Linked DNA regions of Mus musculus: regions 1, 2, 3, 5 and 6 are each linked to region 4. Evidence: chromatin contacts called from public ChIA-PET, HiChIP or PLAC-seq, Micro-C and promoter capture Hi-C data. All regions are on one chromosome and are shown on one strand. The core of a region is the stretch at or near the end of the contact, and the rest is flanking DNA. Distances in the headings are between cores, read along the strand shown. Region 1 overlaps Fam78a (family with sequence similarity 78, member A). Region 2 holds the start of Fpgs (folylpolyglutamyl synthetase). Region 3 holds the start of Cdk9 (cyclin-dependent kinase 9 (CDC2-related kinase)). Region 4 holds the start of Ciz1 (CDKN1A interacting zinc finger protein 1). Region 5 overlaps Nup214 (nucleoporin 214). Region 6 holds the start of Stxbp1 (syntaxin binding protein 1).

Region 1 (2,771 bases), core at 240-2,739, 290 kb before region 4:
GCCCACCCCAGGCTTTCCTAGAGAGACAGTGTATTCACACCACCTGCCACAGCTGGAGTAACAGGAGACCTTAAAGGCTTCAGGATGCAGGGCCTGCTGGCTCACGCCTTTAAGCCCAGCACTTGGGAGGCAGAGGCAGGCGGATCTCCGTGAGTTCAGCATGGCCAGGGCTATACGGAGAAATCCTGTCTGGAAAGACCATGTCCAGTAAGCTAGCACTCTTGAGGATCTAGCGGTCAAAAGGCAGACTGCACAATAAAATAAGAAAGACAGGGTTCTCATATAAAGCAAGATGGCTCCAAACTCTCCCTAGAGCTGAAGCCGGCCTTGAACTCTTTTTGTTTGTTTTGTCTTGTTTTGGATTTTGGTTTTTCCAGACAGGGTTTTTCAGTATAACCCTGGCTGTCCTGGAACTTGCTGTATAGACCAGGCTGGCCTCTCAAACTCAGATGTTGTGCTCTGCCTCCCAAGGGTTGGCATTAAAGGCCTTTTATGCTGTACACATTCCCACAAGTGACAAGATGGTCACCACAAGGCTGGCTACTTCTGTAGGGGTGCACTTTGCTCTGGAAGGGCGAACTCAGACCTTAGCCTTGACACTCAGCCTTCCTGACCTGCATGGGACGAGACGCTGAGGCCTGAAGTCCGGGCTCTCGGGAAGGCAGAGGCAAGAGACCAAGTGTTCAAGGTCAGAAACCTGGAGGCTGCTTTGACTTCATGAAACCCCCTAACACACAAGACAAAACAAAACCCAAGTCACCAGACCCTGAGACCTCGTGAGGAATGAAAACACAGGAATATTCCAATACTGAGAACTTGGATGCGGTGACAGCTACGGGGACCTTCTCAGCCAAGGCTGTGCAGAGGTACACAAGTCACCTGCTGCCCAGACCACCTGCCATGCTTCTGTCCTCATCCTCTGGGGTGTGAGATGTCAGAGTAGCGGGCAAGCCCAGACTTGAACCTGGACCTCTGCATGCTTTCAGAGCCCCTGGCATCGCCTGAGGTGGTGTCCCTAGATCCCCTCAACATCTCTAATCCTGCAGCTTGTGACATGGTGCGTGCTCACCGTGTCTGCAGAGGATCTGCCTCAGAGCCAGGGAAATGAGGACCAGAGCCGTGCCCTGGGCACTTGGTACCACCTTGACTCCAGGTCCCTGGCAGAGACTCCACTGCCCTGCCTGGTCTCCCAGATTCTAACCCGATCTCACAGAAGTCCCTCAGATTTTTTACAAACACAAGTTTGGTCTCATTACTCTGATCCTGCTAAGCCTACTGTGAGAGGTCAAGCACTCACCTGTGCATGCGGCTGCTGCTTGGCTAATTCTCAGCTCCCCACCTTGGCCCTGCAGCTCCCACCCTCCTTAGTGTCTCCCTGCTCCTGCTCTGATGGGGGGAGGGGGCAGCTGCCAAGCTCTGGCCACAACCCCAGGCAAACCACTCTGGCTCTTTACACAAGCCGGGTGCCCTTGGCCGGTGTTCAGCACCATTAGGACTTTGTAACTGTCTCCTGGCACATGGTCCAGGGCAATTAAACGACTGTTTGTGGGCAGTCTTTCCCCAGAAGAACCACACAGGCCAAGAGGACAGAGCCACACCCGCCTTGAGCCTTCCCATGTATCCACGACTTGACCTATACATGGGCCCCATAAAGCTTGTAGCCTGGCTCTCTGCCCCTCGGCAGCACGCTGGGTCACTGACTGCCCGGAGTTCACCCCTCAGAGCTGCAGGTGGAACAGGCACTTTTAGGACTCACTGTGACCACAGCACAAAGCTATCCCTCACACACTCGTGCACACCCAGACACATCTATAAATGTACACATGTGTGCACGCAAATTCACACATGTCCACACATGTCACATCTGTACACATGCAGACACATATAAGCGCACACATGCACATGTATACAAATGCATGTGCACACACATGTGCAAACAGATATACATGCATATACATCTGTGTGCTTATAAAAACAAAACAAAAAAAAGCAACGCATGTGCACACAGAGAGGGTCTCTCTGACCAGCATGTATGACGGAGGGTGAAGGGGATTCAGGAAGACCTGCAGTTGGTGACCAAGGAGGAACACCACGCTGCTGAAGAGGGTCGCCCCAATTCAAGGACTTCAGAAGTCAGCAGCCAGAAGCCAGCCCAGTACAGACCCCCTCGCGGTCTTGGGGACACACACAACTCGCCAAATCCATGGCCCTGAGCTAAACTAAAAGCAGTAAACTTTCCCTGTTTCTCCGTTTTTGTTTTTGTTTTTTAAATGCCCTCTCAAAGGTTCTAGACTTTTCTCACATATGCAGATTAGCAGCTGTCTGTGGGCCTGGCTTTATCCTCAGCACAGACAGCCCCGTGCAGCCCACGCAGACCACACAGACCACGCAGCCCCTTGGGGCTCTATTTTTCTCCTGTTCATTCTCAGGGTCCTGAGGTCATGAATCCCAACTCCTCAGTGTTGGGTTCTACAGCCAGGGGACAAAGGTCGATCCGGTCACAGGGCCACGTGCCCTAAGCAGCAGGGATTTTCTTCACTTTGCTCTTGTCTGAGTGTCTCCTCTATTTTCTATTCACTTAATGTTTTCTTTTAAAATTATGCACTTAAAAAATGTAACTGGGGGCTGGTGAGATGGCTCAGAGGGTAAAAGCACCGACTGCTCTTCTGAAGGTCATGAGTTCAAATCCCAGCAACCATATAATGGCTCACAACCACCCGTAACAAAATCTGACGCCCTCTTCTGGTGTGTCTGAAGACAGCCACAGTGTA
Region 2 (2,700 bases), core at 157-2,656, 330 kb after region 4:
ACCCAGCCCACCAGTGGCAAAACCAGGGCAACAGGCCCGTTATACCAGCCACGCTGCCTTTGCCGACAGCTATTTGGTGGGACAGCCCTGGCATATCTCCAGTTCTAGCAAAGATGGGAGCCATGGGCAAGCTAGCCCCACCCAGGGAGTGCCAGGTAAAGCTGGCAAGATTAACGGACCTTCATTTCCTGGGCTGCCTTCCCCAAGCTTCTATGCCCTCAGCCTTCACACACAAGACCAACCCTGGAAGGAAGGTTTTTTCCTTAATCTCTCTACCACTATACTGGACACCCACTGAGTGGGGGCCAGGACGTTAGAAATCTAGGAACTTTGAATTTTGGAATATTTGAGAGTTCCACCTTCTAACCCTAAGACAAGACAATGTAAGTAAGCAATTAGATCTGGAAGAGGAGGTACAGAGGGAGGGAAAGTACACTCAAGAGTTGTCGGGCCAGAATCCACAGGTGGGTACAGACAGCCTCAGGAGACGGCTTTGGGGGATGGGAGTGGAAACAGAAAATAAACAGAGAGGCCTAAATGAGAGGCATTTGAGGATATAAATCCAGTCGTGTGTTTCAATTACCCTACATTCTGAGAAACCTGTGCTTAGGCAGTTCCTTTCGGGCACCAGCTGGGTCGCCTGCCCTCTTATCCTCAAGGCTTGGCTGGAAGCCTCACAGCCCTAAACCGGTGCCACCTGCCTGGCCAGCATTAAGTTCTGGTCATTGACAACTGACCCTGGCACAGTTTGTAATCTACAGTTTGTTCTAGATTCTTGGTCTCTTTATTGCCTCTTTTTCTGCCTGCCCGCCGGTCAATTCTGAATACTTAGATTCCAGTCTTCGAGTCTTGGAGACCCCAATCCCAGATCCTCCTGGGTACTTCCACTCTGTACTCCAGAACTCCTCCCTTCCCTTCATCCTGCATTGCCCTGCATTGGAACTTCTAAAACTCAATTCAGATTCTGGACGTTCTGGTGTGTCACCTGCGCCCATTCCCTCTGCAACACCGGACACGCGCTCTCAGAATTCCCACATCGGGCCACCTGAGCTCAACTTTCCGGTCTCTGTCACCTCCCCTGGGCTCTGGGATGTCCCCGCCTCTCGAGCCCCGCAACTTCATGCTCCGGTGCCCCCAGCAGCTGGCGGAGAGCGGAGCAAGGCTCCGGTGCTGCCCACGTGTCAGTACGGGACCGTTTGCCCGCGGGAACGGTCAGAAACCTGATACTCCATGCCCGGCTCCTGTGGCGCTGGCCACGCGCTCATCCCCCGCCGCGCCGCGCCCTCCGTCGTTGCACCACGCGCAGAAACAGCTGCCAGGGACAGAGTCGAGCACAGTCGGCTCCGCGCCCACGACATAGTCTTAATGCCACCGCAAGCTAGGCCTGGGCCGGAGCCGCCCCGCTTCGCCCCGCCCCGCCCTGACGCCATCCTAAGACCCACCAATCCGAGTCTCTAGATTTTCCCGGACCAATGAGAAGCAGCGCCTTATCACGGCCATCTTTGTGAGGGGCAGATGGTCCGGAGGTGCGCTGCTCTCGCCATGCTTCTAGGGGGCGCTCTGCCGGGGAGGGTGGAGGGAAGAGGGTGTTCCTGGGAGGGGGTCCTCCATCTTAAAGGAACTCTGTACTCTTTTCGTCGCTATCCTCCACAGGTCTGTGCCAGGTCTTAAGGACTTCGCTGTACATCCAAAAATAGCCAATCCGAGCCAGCAGTTCTCAGTCCCGACTCCTTGGCAGAGAAGCTCTGAGCTGGAATAGAATTACAGGGCTGGCAGATGCCTGTGTCATCAATTCCCAGCACCGAAATGTCCTGGCTCACGCAGACAGTGGGGATGCAGCCTTTTCGGTCAAGAATATGACCCCGTCTCTCCAGGCTTTTTTTTTTTTTCCCCTTCGGTTTTTCGAGACAGGGTTTCTCTGTACAGCCCTGGCTGAACTGCAGCTCACTCTGTAGACCAGGCTGGCCTCGAACTCAGAAATCCGCCTGCCTCTGCCTCCCAAGTGCTGGGATTAAAGGCGTGTGCCACCACGCCCGGCCTCTCCAGACTCTTAACTCACTCTAGAAGCCTAGGAAGACTTCCCGGAAGAATGACACCCCTATCGAGGCCTGTGGGGTTCGGGGGGGGGATTTCCAGGCTAAGAAGGAGACAGTGGGAAAGACTTCCATTTGGTTGGACCGGGTTGCTCCCGGGATGCTTCATCAGCAGGGACCTGGAGCCCCGTATGAAATTAGGTTTGGAGAAATGGCTCAGTGGTTAAGTCTCAAGGTTCAAGTCTTAGGACCCACACTGCGGCTCACAATTGTAGACTCCAAACTGGGGATCTGACCCGACTCTGGCCTCCAAAAGCACAATGCAAACAGGCAAAAATATTAAGTAAAGATAAAAAAATTTTGGCTGGGCAGTGGTGGCGCACGCCTTTAATCCCAGCACTCGGGAGGCAGAGGCAGGCAGATTTCTGAGTTTGAGGCCAGCCTGGTCTACCGAGTGAGTTCCAGGACAGCCAGGGCTGTACAGAGAAACCCTGTCTCGAAAACAAACAAACAAACAAACAAACAAATAAATAAATAAATTGGAGTAAATTTGCTGGCTTTAGGGGAAGGTGTGTAATCTTATTGGGGCGTTGGAAACTCCCCCGTGGTAGAAAGTGGATTTGAGGGCCCTCTGGGGGAGGGAACAGTAGTCTCACCTTATTGTAGG
Region 3 (2,781 bases), core at 220-2,719, 350 kb after region 4:
TCCAGCAGTCAGGAAACACAGGCAGTTGATCCTCTGTGAGTCTGAGAACAGCCTGGACCAAACAGTGAGTTCCAGGACAGTTGGGGCTACAGAGAGATTTTGTGTCAAACAAAACATAGAGTCCCTGTTTCAGGGAAACACACACACCACAGCACTGGCTATCCTCCCCCAGGACCCAGGTTCAATTCCCAGCACCCACACAGTGGATCTTTTGTCCCAAATGATCCAAGGCAACCTGGCACACCTTTCTGGCTTCCTCAGGTACCCAGGTACTGGAGAATAGTGCTGTACACAGACATGCCAGAAAACAGAAGACCCTATAGACGCAAAGTAAGACAAACAGCATTTTCCTTACAAAGGCAATGCTGCTGAGGCTGATGGAAACAACACCTTTCAGAACATCACCTTAAGCTCAGCGGCCTTTTAAACGGCTTGTGCACAAATGGTCTCTTCATACAAAACAAAATTCAACGCCAAGCTAAGCTGAAAGTTTTCTAGAGTCAACCTGCACTCCATGGGAAAAGCACAGGCTCCCTCCCGTGGCTCCCACAGAACTCTGCCACTAAAGCTCAACAGTGTAAATGGAAAGCCAAATTCCTTGTTCCATGGAAAACCGAAAAACACTAGGTCGAATCTCAGCACAAAACCCTTTGAAGTAGCGGTGTGGAAACCCAGCCAGGTTAGAAGAAGGTCGGCCCAGTGGTCCATATACTCACCCCCTCCTTCTCATTCTCCATCAACACTTTCTTCAGAGCCACCTTCTGGCCCGTCTGACGGTGCTTGGCTTTAAAGACTTCCCTGCAGGCACAGAGAAAGACCCAAGGGACCCATAAGGCATTTCCGCAGGGAGTGCCCCTCCCCCGCGCGAAGGGGAGCAGCAGGAGCCCAGACCCACGGCGGGCGGGGTGCGGCCTCGGATCCGGGACGCGGTCATTCCACACCGCGTGTCTTCCGTCCTCCTCCCGGCCTCTGCTTACTCCTACTCAGCCCCTACTCCTCCCCTAGAGGTGGCCGCTCACATTCGGAGTGGCTCTCAGCAACCCTACCCAACCCCCATCACGGGCCCCAGGCTCCTCCCCGCCAGTCGGCTCGGTTGGGCCGGGAACGTCTGCGCCGCGGCCGAGCAAGACCGGGCAACAGCCACGAAAACAGAAGCTTCCGGACCACCTCGGCCCGGGCTCTGGGCGACCCGACGTCGGCCCTGGAAAGTGCAGGTCCCGGGCTCGCGGTCCCACGCGGCCTAATCTTACCCGAATGTGCCTTGGCCGATCTTGGCAAGTTTCTCGTACTTGGTGACCTCATCGCAGAACGGGCATTCCACCGAGTCGTACTGCTTGGCCATGGCCACCTCCAGCGCGCCTCCGCCGCCGCCGCCGCCGCCGCCCCCAGCCGCAGCTCCCGCCGCTCCCGGTCCCGCCACACTCCAGGCCCCTCCGCGGCCGCGCCACTTCCGCCTCCACGGCCACTTCCGGCCTCGAGGTGCCGAGCCCGCCTCTTCCGGTCTCCGCCCGCCGCCAGGCCCCCTGGGACTTGTAGTTCCCGGGAGGCCAGGGGGAGCCGGAGCTGCAGAGGAGCCTCCGCCGCCGCCACTGCCCCCGCCTCCGCCGCCGCCGCCAGCGCTGTTGGCGGCCCCGATCGGGGGCGCAGGAAGCCGTGGCGCTGGGGCTGGGGCTCGCGGCGGTGCGTCCCGCTGCATTGGCCCGGGCCGTGCTGCTGCCGAAGCTGCTGCCGCTCTGGCTCCCGATCCGGGGCCAGCCGCAGTGCCCTGCTCCTCCTCCTCCGACGGCGCCGCCTCCGCCGGGCTGCGCGGGGCGGCGGGTGGTGGTGGGGGGAAGGCCTGGGGGCGGAGGCTCCCTGGCCAAGCCCGGCCCGGGGCGGCAGGGCAAGGGGGCGAGATAGGCAGAGCAGACGAGGAGGCGGCCCGAAAGCCCGGGAGGGGGCGCGTTATAAAGGGGGAGGTGCCCGTCCTGGCCTCCCCTCCCCCTCCGCCCACCCCCTCCCTCCTCCTCCCACCCTTCGCAGCCGCACCTGCCGCCGCCGCCTCCCGCCCTCCCGCTCCCAGTCCAGCGTCCGCCCTCGGCGCGTCACTGCTCGCAGCCCCTCCTCTGCCTTTGGAGGTGGGGCTCCGCACTAGACACCTGCCTGCGGCTCCCTCCTGCGTGCCTCAGTTTATCCCCCGAATGCCAGCTGCTACAGAATGGCCCTTCTTCCAGGACCGGGAGTGTGCTCCCGGTGAGGCGAAGGCAGGAGGTGCCGTGGGAGCGGCCTTGAGGCCAGGGGAAGAGAGAACTGCCCCCGCTGCCGCCTCCGTCGTCTCAGCCACCCGCCGTTGACATGGCAACTGACGGCCGCCAGGGGGCGCGGCGACACTGTGGGCGGTGAGCGATCAACGCTCAGGCCTAAACCCTTGGATCTTGTGTTGTCAGGATGGATCTACTACAACCTTCCTTCACAGAGCCGCGCCAAAGCTGGTCTGTCCAGAGTCAATCATCCCCAAAACTGTTAACATTGAGCCGGCACTCCTGATGCTTTTGAAATGGGCGTGAGCCGGGCCTTGATGGCGCACGCCTTTAATCCCAGCACTTGGCAGAGGCAGATGGATTTCTGAGTTCCAGGCCAGCCTGGTCTACAGAGCCAGTTCCAGGACAGCCAGGAAAAACAACAATAACACAGAGAGACAGAGAGGAGAGTCTGAAGTCTGTTCTGTCTTCCTCTACTGTCTTGAAATTCTGAGCTGATCATGGCCGATTTTTCCAGCGTTTACCTCCTGGTCTGTGGTCC
Region 4 (2,700 bases), core at 82-2,581:
CGTGGTGGCAGAAGCCAGCGGGTTTCTGTGAATTCGAGGCCAGTCTGGTCTATAGTGAGTTTCCATATGTAGCCATTGCTACACAACACAATGAAACGGAAAAGGAAATCAGAGGCTTGGGAACTTGTTAAGTGGTTAACGTTTGTTCTTCTTCCAAAGGACCCAGGTTCAGCTCCCAGCACTCCCACAGGTGGCTCACAACCATCCACAAACTTCTTCCTAGGGGATCAGATGCCCTCTTTAGACCTCTGCAAGCACTAGGCACATACAAAGTACACACACATACATGCAGGCAAAACATTCATACACCTGAAATAAGAATACATATTTAAAAGACGGGGGTGAGAGGCGGGCGTGGTGGCGCACGCCTTTAATCCCAGCACTCGGGAGGCAGAGGCAGACGGATTTCTGAGTTCGAGGCCAGCCTGGTCTACAAAGTGAGTGCCAGGACAGCCAGGGCTATACAGAGAAACCCTGCCTCAAAAAACCAAAAACCAAAAAAAAAAAAAAAAAAACCAAAAAAAAAAAAAACCAAAAAAAAACAAAAAACAAAAAAAAACAAAAACAAAAAAACAAAAAACGGGGATGAGGAGAGATAGCTCAGTGGTTAAGAGCACTTGTTCTTGCAGAGGAGCTGGGTTCGATTCCTAGCACTCACAAGACAATTCACAAATGTTTCTAACTCTAGTTCCAGGATGTACAAGATATACACGATATACAGATACACATACGTTCAAAACACTCATACACATAAACTAAATCTTTTTTAAAAAAATGTAAAAAACAAAACTATTTTTTTAAAGCTGAATTCACCACACATACGCGCGCCCGCTTGCTCTTGTCCCAGCCCCACGCGGGCTCGGGATCTGGGGACAGTGGTGGCATTGGGGAGGTCAGTTGGGATCTGACCGACTGTCGGTCCCCTTTGCCCCTGCCAGATAAACAGACGGCCGTGGGAACTCAGAATCGCCCCTTCCCGATGCTGGGATCTGGGGACAGGAGCCTACGCTGCCCGGCGCCTCATAGCACCTGGGAGCCACCGCGGCTCTAGCGATTGCAGATTGGTCGCGGTCCCCGCGACGTGACCTGCGCGCGAGGCTTGTTCGCCCGCCGCGGCGTCCGCGCTGAGGCCTCCGCACCTCCAGAGGGCGCTCTGCGCGGGAGTGGCCAGCCGCTGGGCCTTCGGAGTGTCCCGGTCCGGTCACCGTCCCGAGCAGCCCGGGAGCTCCGGAGCCCGCCTTACGAGTCAGCTCGTGGCTTTCACGGTTTCGGTTTTCGTGGATTGCCGGGAGGTGAGGGGGAGCCAGTGTGGTGCCCGCCCCGGAAGCGACAGTGGAGGAGGGTTGGGCACCCCGGGAAGGGTGGACCGCAGGGATAGCGGCTACTTGCAGAGAGCCTACGGGCTTTGTGGACAGGCGAGGCCACAGGATTAGTTAAGTGGCGTTGGCTATATCTGCGAGGGAAGGGAGTGGAGGGATGAGGGACAACGGAGCGGGGTGGGGGTGTGCTGCGGCGGACGGAAGCGTTTCCCATCCAGGGTTCATGGATTTAAGTGACACAATTTAGGGAGAGGACAGCGGAATCCAAAACAGGGAAGTGTGCACGGGAAGCACCAGGAAGTGTAGAGTGACTGACAGGCAGGAGATGGGAGTGGAAAGGTGTGCTCCGATTAGAAGGTTGGACCGCCAGAGTTGAAGAGATGGGAGGGAAGATAAAGAACTGAAGGCGTGTCTGTGTGTGTATCCTGTTCTGGCAGCTGACCGGAAGAACTGGAAGCCCCGAAGCCCCGGGTATAAATGCAGCGTGCTCTTGGCGTGGGTGGGACTGTGTAGCGGTGAAGCTTAGCAGGCGTTATGCTGGGGTGGGTGTTTTGGGAGGGGAGAGAAGCTGGATCATCCCAAAGTGGTGATCTGACCCTACCCACCATACCCCCTTCAGCCACCATGTTCAACCCGCAACTCCAGCAGCAGCAACAGTTGCAGCAGCAGCAGCAACAGTTGCAGCAGCAGCTCCAGCAGCAGCAGCTCCAGCAGCAGCAACAGCAGATACTGCAGCTCCAACAGCTGCTGCAACAGTCCCCACCACAGGCCTCCTTGTCCATTCCTGTCAGCCGGTGAGTTTTCCACTTCCAGGAGCAGTCTGAGGTCTGACGGCTCAGACCCACATTTTGGAGCCTGGCTCCCAGTAGTTATTTTTTCCCCAGGGGCATCCTTGTTTGAGTATTAAATGTCATCAGTTTCTACCTTGGAGGGGATCCTCCATCTGCCATTGAGATGGAGAGAATGGAGGTGAGAGACCTCCGGGTAGATGGCTTTCCCAGGACCCCTCTGACACCCTACTCCCATCACACAGGGGCCTCCCCCAGCAGTCATCCCCGCAACAGCTTCTGAGTCTCCAGGGCCTCCACTCGACCTCCCTGCTCAATGGCCCCATGCTGCAAAGAGCTTTGCTCCTACAGCAGTTGCAAGGTATGGCAGTTCCCCGTGGCCCTCAGCTTCTTCCTAACCCATTCATTCTTACCAACACTCACAGCGGCCCTAACAGCATCCTTATAGATGAAGATACCAGGCTCCCAGGAGATGAAGTCCACAGGCTACTCTGCTAAGTACAGGGTTACCGGGCTACGGTGCTGGCCGTTCCTGCCTCTGCTGATAAACCTAAGGGGAGGCACACCCGTAACCCCCCTCTACAAATGAGGAT
Region 5 (2,700 bases), core at 185-2,684, 320 kb before region 4:
GAAATGGTTCCTGCTGTGGGCCCCTGAGCACAGCAGTCATGTCGTATTTAGAAAACAGTTTTACTCTCTTCCTGCCGATGGTCATGCTCTTCAATTCTTTATACTTCTTGCTCTGTCTTCCAAAGTATTCTGGGAGCCTTTAGTCCAACTTAGGGTAAGACACCGGACAGTCTCTTAGTCTCAGCACAGTTAGCAGTCTCTTCACTAACCAACTGCCCACTTCAAAAAGCTGCTGTGACTAAGACTGAGAGCAGTGTTAATCTGTGGGTGTAAGTACAAGTATTCAGAAAGAAATTGGACTTGTCTATTTAGCAGAACAACAATAATAGCTTCTCCCCGCCAGTGTATGACCTTGTCAGCCTGGGATTTTAACCAGTTTGTTTACAGTGCCAGGAATGAATTTCCTCCTGTGGAGCAGGCCTCTAAGCAGAAAGTGATAGTTTACTTCCATACATTCATGCCATGGCTACATAAATAGGCCTATCTTTTCCAGCGGTTTAGTACTGGAGCAGGTACACTCACCCCTGGAGAAGGCCAGTGATGGCTTTTACATCCAGTGACGTTCATAACACATCTATAGGCTGTGGGTGTTTTGATTGGGTTTGGGTTTGGGTTTGGGTTTAATTTTGATGTTTAAAAAAGATTTCTCCAAATTGAATCTTTGTCTTTGTGTCTTACAGGTTTTGGGTCTAGTAATACTGGTTCTGTGTTTGGCCAGGCAGCCAACACTGGTGGGTCAGTCTTTGGCCAGGTAAGTATACATGATTGTCTCTCTCTGTGTGATCATCTGTCTAGTTTTTTCCCAGTGTAATAGACTTAGTTTATGCTCAGGGTCCAGGCTGGCAAGCAACCACATACAGTTCCTTTTTCCTTCTTTTTCTTTTCCTTTTTTCTTTTCTTTTTCTTCTTTTCCTTTTTCTTTTCCTTTTTCGGATTCTTTCCAGACAGATTTCTCTGAGTTGCTCTGGCTGTCCTGGAACTCACTCTGTAGACCAGGCTGGCCTCGAACTCAGAAATCTGCCTGCCTCTGCCTCCCGAGTGCTGGGATTAAAGGTGTGCGCCACCACGCTCGGCACATTCTAATTTTAGTACAGTGATATGCGTAAGCAAGCCCTCATTTCTCTATAACGGTTCATTTCCCAACATTTTGAAGTGAGCAGGTTTCTGTCTCACACCACCGTGCCCCTCAGCTGGCAGTCCCCATTGTTCCTCTGCACTGCTGCCTTTCCTAAAGCCTGTCTTATTCTGCATCATCACCCAATGTCAGCTTAACTAATGTGAGCAGCCCCCAAACCACAAGCTGGTCTCTGAAAGGACCGGATTCTAAACAGAAAGAGTGCCTGGAGCTTGTGCAGCTCTGAGTCAGCATGTGCCCCGAGTGCAGCATCCTCTGAGTGTTTGGATGCAATTCAACAGTGCTCATCATTTCAGCAACGGGGCTAATTTAGGCTGCTCTTGGCAGCACTGGGCAAGTCATTGTGAATGAGAAGTGCACAGTGGAGAGAAACGCCTGTAAATCACGAGTCATTGCTCATGACGTCACCTGACACTAGTGAAGACATCGGAGCTTCTCCCTGTTCTCAAACGATTTGTAAATCTGTAATGCTTGGTTTCCCTGCCCCTGGTATTGAGTCAGACAGTGCAGAAAGCATGGCAGATAAGCATTGCCACCTACTCTAAATGCAGTAACCAAAGAACCTCAGATTTGTAGGGAGCCTTCCAGAATCAGCCTCTCCTGGGGCTGTTCCAGAGTGTCTCTTCCAGAGATGGTGAGAGTTCTCTTTGCCCATCTGCCCTGGCTGTGGGCTGTCCAGCCAGGCTGTGCCTGCAGTTTTACAATGATCTCTAATCCTTCCTTGCTTCCTATTCCCCTCCTCACCCCCACTTGTTTTTTTCAGCAGTCATCCACTTCCAGTGGTGGCGTGTTTGGGTCTGGAAATGCTACAAGAGGGGGCGGTTTCTTCAGTGGCCTTGGAGGAAAACCCAGCCAGGATGCTGCCAACAAAAACCCCTTCAGCTCAGCCGGTGGGGGCTTTGGATCTACAGCTGCCCCAAGTGAGTTGAGAAGAGTTTTCCCAGCTCCGCGACCCACTCATGTCAAAGCTTCAAATACAAATACAGAAGAAACAAATACAGAAAGGGCTGAAGCTAGAGAGGGTCTTCACCTACACTGCTCTACTTTTGTGGTTATTGTTGTTTTAATAAGGAGTCCTCCTTACCTATGAAAGGACAGTAGAGCTTTGGGGACAGATGAGTGTGACAGGCTGCTTCTGTTTTCTCTCCTAAGGCCACGCTCACTCTTGTTTTCTACCCTGAGGTTACCTGAAGGCAGTGTGACAGACAGCAGCCATGAGCCCCACCCAGGCACAGGGCTTCTGCTCACCTGACTCCTCTGACGCTGAAGTGCACTAGTGTGGGCTCGGGCCTGCATGTTTCTCTGATTTACCTCTGCTGCCTTTTCCCCCGAAGCTGGATTTCCTAGCACGTTTTTCTCCACCTGATTTCCCATGTTGTGTTGATCTGTCTATCACGGTTAGAAGGAAAAGATGCTATAGACTGCTGCAGTGGATGGATGGCAAGTTGTATTCTTGCCATCCTTGCCTTACCTGCTTCCACTTAAGTGCTGTGTTGAGCTGTCCACATTAATGAGTGTAGTGTCTGCATCTCTCAGCTCTTTTCCTCATATTAAGGCCTGTGGCA
Region 6 (2,810 bases), core at 309-2,808, 480 kb after region 4:
ATAAGCATTTAAAAAGGTCGACTTTTGGTTTTGTTTTTATAATAATTTCTCCTGATGTACTATATCAGGGAAGAGTATCCCCCCCCCCTACTCATACCAGTCAAAAGATAAGGGTTAGGCAGTTAGTACGCTCAACAGTTATGCTGCATTTGATGGGGGGTGGGGGGCGGGGAGGAAGCTGCCATAGAACAGGATCACTGAAAAGGGAAACTGTAAATTTCCACCTCTCCTACAGGGAAAAGGCACTTTCATTTTCTCTCTCACTCTAAAAAGATAGCCAAAGTCACAGCAGTGTTCACGCGGTTTCATTGTAAAGACGTGCCAAAATACTTAAGAGGCACTATTTTTCTACCTAGGTCACCCATCTTTGAGAATACCGACAGCCCGCCCTCACTTCGACGCTCCCCATCCATTATTAAAAAAAAATAAATAAATAAATTTAAACATGTCTGCTGTGCCTTTCATGCAAACCTATAAACAGTCACATCTTCCCCGCAGCGACGCCCAGGTCTGAGTCCCACAAGCAGCGAGACTGCAGACTGCGGCGCTGGCTGGGGCCACTCCTCCCGCGACACTCCGAAACTGCTCCCCTTTCCCTTGGGATTTCTAAGGGTTCGGACCAGCTAAGACCCCTCCCTTTAAGTCCAGCCCGGGGAAGGGGAGGCGGAGAGAGCCTTGCGGAAGCAGTGCCACAGGAAAACCCCGTGTCCCCTGCCCAGCTGGCAGGAGTGGCCCTGGCGGCGCGCGCCCAGCCGCTCCCAGGTGGGTCTCTGCAGCCGGGGACAGCGCCCTGCTCCCGGGAGAGGGAGGCAGGGAGGGAGGAGGACGCAGGCCAGGCTTCGTTCGTCACGATTCACGAGGGAGGGTGGGAAAGAGGGAGGGATTGGAGACAGAAAGAAAGGGGGGGGGGAGCGGAATTGAGAGCTCTGGATATGCAGAAGGCAAGGAAAGGAGACGGTAGGAAAGGAATACGTCTGGAGAAGAGTTGGGGTGCAGAAGGGTGATGCTGCAGAGGAGGGTGGTGGGCTGGAGGGGATAAAGGCGCGGGTGGGGGAGGTGAACAGGGAGAGAGAGAGAGAGGAGAGGGATGGGATGAAGGGAGAGATGGCGTGATGGAAGTGAATGGATGAAGGTAAAAAGGAAAACGAGATGTTTATGAAGGCGAGGTATGAGGAGGAGGGATGGGATGAAGAGAGGTGGAGGAATAGAGACTGAGGAGGCGTCTGGGGTGAGGAGGACCGAGGTGAAGAGGGGATCTGGGTGAAGCGTGAGTCAGGGAAGCCTGCTGGCCGCAGGAAGCCAGAGGGGCATCCCTCCCGGGAGGGCGGCGCCTGAATAACGGGTTTCGCCGGCCCCGGGGCAGCACCCGGACGCCACTTACTCTCTCCGACCACCGCCTTGAGGCCAATGGGGGCCATGGCGTTCTTCGAGTCTTCGGGCTCCGATGCTCCTCCCGCGACACCGTCGCCTCCCCCGGGCCGCGCGCCCCGCTGTCTGCAGCCCGCCGCCCCGCAGTCGCGCTCGGGACCGACTGACGCGCGGACTCCGCGCGGGGGCGCGACTCGGGCCAAAGCGAGGCTGTGTAGCGGCCAGCGCGCGCGGGAGGGGCGGGGCTGCGGGGCGGGGCCTCGCGCCAGCCGTCATCGTCACCCGCGCGCTGCCGCCAATAGAAGCGCGGCCCGGGCGCGAGACCCCGCCCTCCGGGATGCAGGCTCCGGGAGCGCCCTCCCCTGCGCCTCACGCTCGCGCCAGGGCCTCAGGGTCCTAAAATCCCCTCGCCAGCCCTGCACGGGCTGCCCAGGTCATGGGAATCTCCCTAAAGCCAGGCTGTGATGCTCTTCCTGCTTTTTTGGGAGCCTTCCATTTTCTCCTGCCAAAAAACCGAACTCTGAGAGCAGATTCTTATTAACTGTAGTCCCATTCCCAGCCACAACATAGGCTTACAGTACACTGACACTATCCCTGTGTCTCTGTGGTCTGTTTACCATTGATGGAGAGCTAAGCTCTGTGTTACACACCTTTCAGGTATCATTTTACTAAATTCGCGCAATAACCGAACATCATTTCTAATCTTCATTTTCAGGTACAAAAACACACCCGAGGCGCTTGCTGTTGTACCATTTATCTATCAGTCACTAATGAATATTATTCTCCCATAACTATGTATAAGCTATGTATATGAATTACTATGGATATTCTGTATACTGGAGCTGCACTCGTGCACAAGACATGGAACAAATCCAGTAGTTTCCAAAGTCCAAATCTAATTAGGAAATACTACAGAATCAACTCTGGACTCAGCATCTCCTTCCTCCTGTCTACATGGTCACATACTGGTTTTCGAGGTTCCATCTTTGCTAATGAAGAAGGTTGCTTTGGAAATACAGAACAAGAGTAGGAGACGTACCTCAGAGGTGGAGCACTTGCTTGTTATATGCAAGGTCTCCACTTTGATCCCTGATGGTGGAAAATAAAATAAAGTGCAAAGAAAAAATGAACAAGTCCAACTAACTTAAAAATCACAAAGGATGGGGCTGGAGAGATGGCTCAGTGGTTAAGAGCACTGGCTGTTCTTCCAGAGGTCCTCAGTTAAAGTCTTAGCATTCACATGACAGCTCACAATTGTCTGTGACTGTATCTAGTAGGACCAAATGCCCTCTTCTGATGTGCATACATGCCAACAGAATACCCACATACATAAAATACATGCATGAATAAATCTTTTTTAAAAACATTTTTAAAAGGAAAAATCACAAAGGAGCCAGGTGTGGTAACACATACCTTTAGTCCTAGCACTCAGGAGACAGAAA

What was found. Promoter capture Hi-C pulls out the DNA fragments that hold promoters and counts their contacts. Hi-C and Micro-C count contacts between places; a contact is called where the count stands out from the background. ChIA-PET counts read pairs in DNA pulled down with a chosen protein or histone mark. HiChIP or PLAC-seq counts read pairs in DNA pulled down with a chosen protein or histone mark.
Region 1: a contact with region 4 is called in a promoter capture Hi-C map of liver, with 2.4 times the contacts expected there. The contact joins the enhancer-like site here to the promoter of Ciz1 in region 4. A contact is called at or near these places in 4 of 39 promoter capture datasets (hippocampal neurons, liver, neural stem cells and 1 more) and 3 of 115 datasets of contacts at active chromatin or transcription factors (effector CD8 T cells and embryonic stem cells).
Region 2: a Micro-C map of embryonic stem cells shows a contact between it and region 4, with 2.9 times the contacts expected there. The contact joins the promoter of Fpgs here to the promoter of Ciz1 in region 4. A contact is called at or near these places in 5 of 39 promoter capture datasets (cranial neural crest, maxillary cranial neural crest, neural stem cells and 2 more), 2 of 484 Hi-C or Micro-C datasets (embryonic stem cells and rod photoreceptor), 2 of 115 datasets of contacts at active chromatin or transcription factors (bone marrow-derived macrophages and memory CD8 T cells) and 2 of 9 other capture datasets (adipose tissue and liver).
Region 3: a contact with region 4 is called in an RNA polymerase II ChIA-PET map of memory CD8 T cells, with 28 read pairs. The contact joins the promoter of Cdk9 here to the promoter of Ciz1 in region 4. A contact is called at or near these places in 5 of 39 promoter capture datasets (cranial neural crest, liver, maxillary cranial neural crest and 2 more), 2 of 484 Hi-C or Micro-C datasets (B cells and regulatory T cells), 2 of 115 datasets of contacts at active chromatin or transcription factors (memory CD8 T cells and pancreatic cancer cells) and 2 of 9 other capture datasets (adipose tissue and liver).
Region 5: an H3K4me3 HiChIP or PLAC-seq map of bone marrow-derived macrophages shows a contact between it and region 4, with 2.5 times the contacts expected there. The contact joins the enhancer-like site here to the promoter of Ciz1 in region 4. A contact is called at or near these places in 2 of 39 promoter capture datasets (the 3T3-L1 cell line and liver), 2 of 115 datasets of contacts at active chromatin or transcription factors (bone marrow-derived macrophages and embryonic stem cells) and 1 of 9 other capture datasets (adipose tissue).
Region 6: a contact with region 4 is called in a FOXA1 HiChIP or PLAC-seq map of pancreatic cancer cells. The contact joins the promoter of Stxbp1 here to the promoter of Ciz1 in region 4. A contact is called at or near these places in 1 of 39 promoter capture datasets (stem cell-derived epiblast-like cells), 2 of 115 datasets of contacts at active chromatin or transcription factors (bone marrow-derived macrophages and pancreatic cancer cells) and 1 of 9 other capture datasets (liver).

What each region holds. Positions count from the first base shown.
Region 1 is chr2:32,073,087-32,075,857 of GRCm38.p6, forward strand. All of the region lies in intron 1 of Fam78a (family with sequence similarity 78, member A), which reads right to left. Among named protein-coding and RNA genes, the nearest start is that of Fam78a, 9.2 kb to the right of the region's middle. Within about 2 kb of position 1,490, at least 31 of the 459 cell types and tissues checked have an H3K27ac peak or open chromatin away from gene starts, as enhancers often do. A contact at or near this core is called in liver, where this site is marked.
Region 2 is chr2:32,692,769-32,695,468 of GRCm38.p6, forward strand. Fpgs (folylpolyglutamyl synthetase) reads right to left here and starts at 1,407. Exons shown (of 15, transcript NM_010236.2): 1 at 1,221-1,407. The coding sequence starts at 1,358.
Region 3 is chr2:32,711,315-32,714,095 of GRCm38.p6, forward strand. It overlaps Cdk9 (cyclin-dependent kinase 9 (CDC2-related kinase)), which reads right to left and starts at 1,470. Exons shown (of 7, transcript NM_130860.3): 1 at 1,251-1,470; 2 at 717-798. The coding sequence starts at 1,342. It overlaps Mir2861 (microRNA 2861), which reads right to left and starts at 1,574; the gene lies at 1,493-1,574. Mir3960 (microRNA 3960) reads right to left here and starts at 1,658; the gene lies at 1,586-1,658. Gm33457 (a long non-coding RNA gene) reads left to right here and starts at 1,996. Exons shown (of 2, transcript XR_001783272.2): 1 at 1,996-2,781.
Region 4 is chr2:32,361,867-32,364,566 of GRCm38.p6, forward strand. It overlaps Ciz1 (CDKN1A interacting zinc finger protein 1), which reads left to right and starts at 1,332. Exons shown (of 17, transcript NM_028412.2): 1 at 1,332-1,432; 2 at 1,939-2,113; 3 at 2,353-2,468. The coding sequence starts at 1,944.
Region 5 is chr2:32,037,422-32,040,121 of GRCm38.p6, forward strand. Nup214 (nucleoporin 214) reads left to right here. Exons shown (of 36, transcript NM_172268.2): 30 at 681-751; 31 at 1,902-2,055. Among named protein-coding and RNA genes, the nearest start is that of Mir7674, 12 kb to the right of the region's middle. Within about 2 kb of position 1,435, at least 110 of the 459 cell types and tissues checked have an H3K27ac peak or open chromatin away from gene starts, as enhancers often do. A contact at or near this core is called in bone marrow-derived macrophages, where this site is marked.
Region 6 is chr2:32,845,674-32,848,483 of GRCm38.p6, forward strand. It overlaps Stxbp1 (syntaxin binding protein 1), which reads right to left and starts at 1,559. Exons shown (of 19, transcript NM_009295.2): 1 at 1,382-1,559. The coding sequence starts at 1,418. It overlaps Gm13524 (predicted gene 13524), which reads left to right and starts at 263. Exons shown (of 2, transcript NR_166175.1): 1 at 263-762; 2 at 2,084-2,810.